2 separate regions of the Bombyx mori genome follow, and region 1 is linked to region 2. A link is a contact called in public Hi-C data. All regions are on one chromosome and are shown on one strand. The core of a region is the stretch at or near the end of the contact, and the rest is flanking DNA. Distances in the headings are between cores, read along the strand shown.

Region 1 (3,899 bases), core at 646-3,145, 160 kb before region 2:
GCGGCTCTGGAGTATGCTCGCTTTTCTTGTATTTCAGTTCTTTTGGATACACCTTTACCAAAGGATGTAGAAAGACACCTTAGTAAATAAAAGCTTCCAAACAATACAATACCCTCTATGCTCCAATCATACGTAAACAATATCAATGTGCATTTGTCAATAAAAGGAATAGTCAATCATAGATCATTACTATAATTCAAGCAAAAATGGGTCGTGTATTCAAGCCCAGAAAGTTGTATTTCGGTCGTGATCGTTAAAGATCTGTCTCCTCGTTCTAGTGGACGCCTCGGGAATTCTTAGTTAAAAGCTTAGGGAAGGCTTTCAGCACACAGCACAGCCACAACAAATTGGTATTGCCCTAAGAAAACCGCTGAAAATTTGTGTTGGAATTTGAAAGTGTCCCTATTTCCCCTAATCTACGGTATAGGGAGCTTAAAGCAGACAAATTACCATCACAATGAGCGCCAGTCACAAGCCTTCGATCCTTAACACCAAATAGATTTTGTAAAAAACATAATGTTGATATATAAAAAAAAAATATTGTTTCATACGCTAAACGAATATAGAAAAAAATAATCAAGTTACTTTTGTTTTTATTGCCTAGATGTGTGGACGAGCTCACAGCCCACCTGGAGTTAAGTGGTTACTGAAACCCATAGACATCTACAACGTAAATGCGCCACACACCTTGAGATATAAGTTCTAAGGTCTCAGTATAGTTACCACGGCTGCCCCACCCTTCGAACCGAAACGCATTACTGCTTCACGGTAGAAATAGGCGGGGCGGTAGTACCTACCCGTGCGGATTCACAAGAGGTCCTCCCACCAGCAATTACGCAAATTATAATTTTGCGGGTTTAATTTTTATTACACGATGTTATTCCTTCACCGTGGAAGTCAATCGTGAACAATTGTTAAATACGTATTTCATTAGAAAAATTGGTACCCGCCAGCGGAAGTCGAACACCGTTGCATCGCTATATACAAATGCACCGGACGTCTTATCCTTTAGGCCACGACGACTTCAAATCTTAAAGACGTACTTAGAAATGAATGCAACCGACTCACGCTGTACTGAAGTTGCATTGACTGCCGAATTACGGAGTTAAGTAAGCCCGGTAATGATATTGACAAAGGTTGTGGAACACCGAATCGTTGAGCAGTGACGTAGCGATCTTAACTCACGCCCGGGAGACAATACCTTTTTAGCGTAATATTTTCCAGAAAACAATTATAATGAAAATAAAAATTATCCAGCAATTTTTTGTTTTGTGAACCATTTGGCGCCCCTTTGTGAGTAGCGCGAGGGACATGATGCCCCTTCTTGACCCCCAAACCCCCAACCGCCCCCCGCTACACCACTGCAGTTGAGATACAAAGGTTACACGGTTGTCTCGGCTAAGGTCCGTCTCAACGGGGGCTCGGAAGCAGGTTTTACTGTATTCAACTTCAATATGACATCCGCCTACTGCCCTTGACGCGGAGGTCGCGCGATTTCCAACCTCAAAAAAGAAAATCACATTTCAACTTTGTAATCCCTAAAAGCAACTAGATTCATAGAAGACTTCATCTAGATGCTTCCGTATTAATTCAAGCATTGTACTACTTAAGTATTTAAAATCCAATTCATTGGGTACAGTGGAAAATTTTAATTTTCAGTACACAGAAATTACGAGTATACTGTTGTTTAACTAGATAAACGATCTATTACAATGAAATTGTTATTAGAAACATAACAATAACTCCGAACATGCTATTGTTTACGATAAACCATATGCATATAACAATAAAAAATAATTTATCAATTATTAAAATAGTAGGCTTTGTTTCACGGCTTAATAAATTAGGTACCGTCTCATACGGCCATCTATTTCTCAATTTTTATACTATTAAGTGAGTTTTTATAGAACTAGGTGGAGCTACTGGGTCAATACTTCAAGCATTCATCAATAGATGTCATTTTCAAATATGTTTTGATATTCGACGACAGATGGCGCTTAATCTTTATTGTGCTGAGCTACTGGGTACTTCACTACTAATCAATAGATGTCGTTTTCAAATATGTTTTGGTATTCGACGACAGATGGCGCTTAATCTTTATTGTGCTGAGCTATTGAATACTTCACTACTGATCAATAGATGTTTTCAAATATGTTTTGGTATTCGACGACAGATGGCGCTTAATCTTTATTGCGCTGAGCTACTGGATACTTCACTACTAATCAATAGATGTCGTTTTCAAATATGTTTTGGTATTCGACGACAGATGGCGCTCAAATTTTATTGTGCTGAGCTACTGGATATTACTTCTACTACTTCATCAATAGATGTCGTTTTCAAATATGTTTTAGTATTCAACGGCCGACAGCGCTTAAATTTTATTATGCTAAGCGCAGCTGAGCTACTGGATACTACTGCTACTCATCAATAAATATATTTTATGTCGGTTTCAAATATGGAGGTTTCAGCTGGAGATGTTATTTGAACACCAAGCGCAAGTGTTCACACCATCTATACCAAGCGCTTAAGGTAATAATAGAACCAATCCCGTCTGGAACGGCGGGACCGATTTTGACGGGACTTTCACTGATAGGTAGCTGATGATATAAGGAGTAACTTAGGCTAGTTTTTCTAGACTAGCTTCGCCCCGCGGCGTCACCTGCGGTACGACAATAACCATGGGTAACATCGCGGAACTCAGCTAGTTTGAAATAAAACACAAGAGTTAAATATGAAAATAAAACATTTTATTAAAAAACTTAATATTTATTTACAGCTAAGATCCAACTGTATGGCACTGATCTATTGCTAGCTTGAGACGTGTGCAATCCAGTGCTTGTATAGGTGTTGGCACTCTGAGACGCCCAGACGACTCATTACCTCAAACTCCGATTCCACTCAACACGCGATTGCATTACTCGAAATTAATCCTCGGTTGAGTTGAGGAATCGGTTAAATAAACTCACACTCGAGGAATATGATTTTGTTTAACTTTTTTTTTAATCACCTCTAAAACTAAGTTTATTTTCACTTATAATTAATATTTAAAACGTTTTCAAGCGGCGTCGAAATAACCGCTAATTGCACAGTGTGAAAACAGGGATTCCTCAAGGCGTTTCCTCGGTTGAGTCGAGGTAAAGGAAACCGCGCTTTAATATCTGATTTGAAGAGATCATTAATGAGTAATTATGAGCAAATTTTGTTCTTGTATCCAAGTTTTTTTGGGAGCCCATAGACATCTACAACGTAAATGTTGCCACCCACCTTGAGATATAAGTTCTAAGGTCTCAGTATAGTTACAACGGCTGCCCCACCGTTCGAACCGTAACGCATTACTGCTTCACGGCAGAAATAGGCGGGGTGGTGGTACCTACCCGCGCGGACTTACAAGAGGTCCTACCCCCAGTAAAAACAACCAGTATTACACGAATAAACCAGGGGTTTTATTATGGCGAGCACATTGTCCGCATCATAACAGATGCACATTATTCGCCTCCGACGAACGTGCGTCCGCCAGTACAATGCGCAACGTGTAATCATTACTTACAAATAAATTTAAAATAAATTATTTTATTTCATTTGTGCTTCAACTATGTCCATACATCGCGTGATAATAAATCCTTTAGAAATTTAATAAAAAATTTAATAGCGAACTAGAATTATAAACTTATCGAAATCATCTTACTATAAATTAGTAAGAACGTTGATCATAAATTGAGCATATATTTAAATATGAATACCATGAGCCCACAATTCATATTCGTGCTTATGTATTGCAATTTATTTAAAACATAATAAATTTTCCTGTCCCAAGTTTCATCCATAGATAACACATGCCTTTGTAAACATCATTTTAGCGCGTATTTTTTTTGCCTACTAACTATGGTAAGCTTGGGCCA
Region 2 (3,623 bases), core at 110-2,609:
AGGAGCAATGAAAAACTAACCGAAGCGAAGCCATCTAGTGGCCGACGCCCGTAAATATTTTTTTTGAGTGCTTGAGTTGCTTATCTATAATTGATTTATGTGTATTATCTATGAAAGTAATTACCTCCCTCTTAAACCAAACCAATTAGTAGCATTGGATCTTTCCCATCTCACATATCACAGCCCATGTAGAATGCATGTATGTATGCAGACATGTAGCCACTGTCCATAATAGACGTCAGCAATGCCAGGAAGAAGGATATGTCTATGACCGCTATGCTCCGGAAACACCATGCAGGGGAACTCATTCCAGATCCGAATGGTACATAGCAAAAAAAATATCTGGGATTATACACTGTGGATCAACGCAGTGGTTTCAGGTAGTATGTCCAGGCCTGAAGCACCGGCTCGCTCTGTTGAGGACTTCCAACGTTTTTGAAGTCATCTTGTCTTTACCTTCCGAATGACTCCGATACTTAGTAACGCTCGAAACATTGAGCCCAAGGCTTCCAATCGTGGAGGCTTGTAAAATACCAGAGTAACGGCATTAGAACACCGTCGTCAATGACTTCATTAATTCTCCGTTCATCCAAAAATCTGGCGATCCGCATGCTGAGTCCCTGAGGGAATGCTTAAGCCGGCAGCATTGGCAGAAGTACACCACGTCGAGAAGCCGGAATTACCGCCTGATCGCACTCAGTGTAATGTGGATATCAGACCACACCAGGAGAAGTTTGATGATGTAGCTCTATCGTCGTCGAAAATTGATTACGAGGCCTAAAGTTTCATCAAAAGGCCAGGTTTCCATGATTTTTACCTATCTACTGCTAGTAACCTCAAGGGGTTAAACCAGCTTTACCAAATGTGTGGACATACGGGGCTCAGTTTGTTAAGATTTGCCCTGGAGCAATGCTTCGCTGACCAGACCAAACCACCAGATCGGAATACCGACAGACAGTGTCGCGCCGCTTTTTCGTAAAAGCGTTCCGATGCTATTTTGAGATCCATTCATTCCTCACATACCAAGGTGCTCCGACGGCTATCCTGACAGGCTTGAATGAATTATAAGGTCTGAGTGCGGGTTGTTGAGCAAACACTACACTTACATAAAGCATGATGGAACTTATGCAAGTTTTAAACAGTGTCACATTATTGCCAAGGGACAATTTATTTTAACGATTTATTTTTGGAAAAAGAAAGTAATCATTCGAAATTACAACCTGATCGCATTCGTTTCCTGAACGCATTTATCAACTAACCAATGAACAGGGGATATCGAACATCGTTATTTAAAAAAAAAAAACACAGCCAATAAAATTTGAATGTTTCTCTCACCGGTCATCTGCTACGCTGTTATTGGTCGAACGCTCGAACAGGTGCTATGCGTCATCCGCCATAACGTTGATTGGGATAAGTGAAATCGTTTTGAAAGTATTATTAAGAAAACAGTGATTTGTTTAGTGTTTCATCTTTAATATTGTTTTTTATATGTGGAAACGGACATGACTGAGTGGTACAGAATGAAAACAGGACTAAACAATAAGCACAATTCGTCTGAATTGTCTGTCGAGACATCTTGTGACATGTCGGATCCTTTTAACATATTTTCTGATAATTTGAGCCCGATACCAGCGTCCATTGTGCCTAGGAAGCTAGATTTTAGTAATCTGGACGATGATGACGGCATCAGAGATGAATCCCAGGCGCCTGTATCTCACAGCCCACCTTATAAGAGAGTCAGAGCCTTGAGGTAAGTTAGAAATGCAATTGTGTTTGACAAACACATAAAAAACCCCACGATATTTCAATTCAAAGCCATAGAAACATTCTAGAACCTAATTGAGTTATTTAGCGAGCACAAAAACTGTCTCAAATGACGTTTAGTTTTTTTAATAATAAATATGACAGAAAGACGCCCAGCAATGTTGTGAATAATTATTTGTGTCGTGTTTTGTTATTAAAAACAAAAAATTCAAATAACTTCAAAGTATTTTGAGAACTTTTATCATTTTTTTTAGTTTCCCATACTTGAAAATTTGTCAATATTATGTTAAACTAAGTAATAAATGAAAGGCAACATGTTCTGTCGAATGCTCATTAAATTTAGATTCAGAGTTAAAAAAAAAATGTTTTAAGCTATACACCAAACAAATATTATTTTTCATGTTTGTGTTTTGTAAATTACTAATATACCCCTTGACCCAAGTATCCACTGTTAATTAACCTTGTAAGTAACTATTATATTAAATGTACTATAGTTAAAGAAAGATAAACAGTTTAATTTTGGTCTAAATAACAGTAAACATTGCATTAATCTGTGGTTCAATCTGCCATCTTTGGGTGACATAACAGGTGATATAATAGCTTGATTTTGAAGTTCCTAAAATTACATAAAATTAGATCGAATAGACCTTGATCGAACAGAGTTTAATTTAGTAAAATGAAATTTTTATAATTGACTAAGTGTACTCGCCCGTGGCCTATCCATTAAGTACATGTATCTTCTACATGGATACCAAGTTTCAAGTCAATCGGAGGCATGGTTCAGTAGCTATAACGGAACATCCATAGAAACTCCTGTAGATTTATATATTAGTATAGGTTATAATTATTATTTTCGTAAAAGAGAAGAAATGTAAACAGTACCTGTCACAATATTTGCCACTTTTTGAGAACAGCTCTCTTACATCTGGTGTAGTGAATGCAGGATCTCAATGAAATCAATATTTACTTTATCATCAAAGTGAATCTATATTAGCCATTCTATAAACCTGATCATTTTTAGAACATGGTATGCATATGTATATAATTCATGTTATTTCCTAACCTGATGAAACATGTTCTGACATGCTACACTAAATATCTGTTGTGAGTGTAGAGTGACCAAATTATTTTGAGACAAATTCATATCTATACATATTCTTTGAAATAAGGGACAAATAGTATGTAAAAATATGATATGATTATGATAAATTAATAACAATAGATTTAATTTGAAATTAATAGTTTATTTATCTTAAACACAGTAGAAGTGTCTGGCAACTGATAAGAAATAAAACAGCAGAGTATAGGTATTGGAACTAAAAATAACATTAGAATAATGAATTACAATTTTTGATATCTCTCTTAAAGTACACTAAAATCAACTGCCAAGTGTAATCTAGGCTTTAGGTTTTGTCTGCCTGTTGCCACTATGCTGTATTTTGGAAGTTCATAAATAATGAATATACCAAAAGGACAAGAATCATACTTTAGAAAATAATTAAGGTCCAATATGTTCAAAAGAATATAAGAGAGGATAAAAACTGATGGTAGCTAAAATTTATGAAAAGCCAATTTATAGGCTATTAGTGAATAAAACGTTGACAAAGCCTGCTTAAAAGGCTGGTGGTCGATTAAGTGTTAATATCAATAGTTGGTTCCAACTTCATTTTTGGGAATAGTCATATTATATTCATGAGCATAGACAAAATGATAATGTCAATCACATTTTGATGTTGAATCACACAATTTTATGGGCTTTTTTTTATTGTAATTTTTAACCAAGAATTGAACTTGTCTTTTGTAGTACTGCAGTTGAATCCAATAACTACAAGCAATGATTAAATAAACACAATTTGATT

What was found. Hi-C and Micro-C count contacts between places; a contact is called where the count stands out from the background.
Region 1: a Hi-C map of whole pupa shows a contact between it and region 2, with 2.0 times the contacts expected there. The contact joins the enhancer-like site here to the promoter of LOC100134918 in region 2. A contact is called at or near these places in 2 of 7 Hi-C or Micro-C datasets (posterior silk gland and whole pupa).

What each region holds. Positions count from the first base shown.
Region 1 is chr23:16,246,822-16,250,720 of ASM3026992v2, reverse strand. LOC101736417 (glycogen [starch] synthase) reads right to left here. Exons shown (of 18, transcript XM_004930682.2): 18 at 2,726-3,899. Among protein-coding and RNA genes, the nearest start is that of Mir3258, 6.6 kb to the right of the region's middle. Within about 2 kb of position 1,895, at least 8 of the 8 cell types and tissues checked have open chromatin away from gene starts, as enhancers often do.
Region 2 is chr23:16,084,379-16,088,001 of ASM3026992v2, reverse strand. LOC100134918 (sid-1-related gene2) reads left to right here and starts at 1,359. Exons shown (of 29, transcript XM_004930678.5): 1 at 1,359-1,750. The coding sequence starts at 1,503.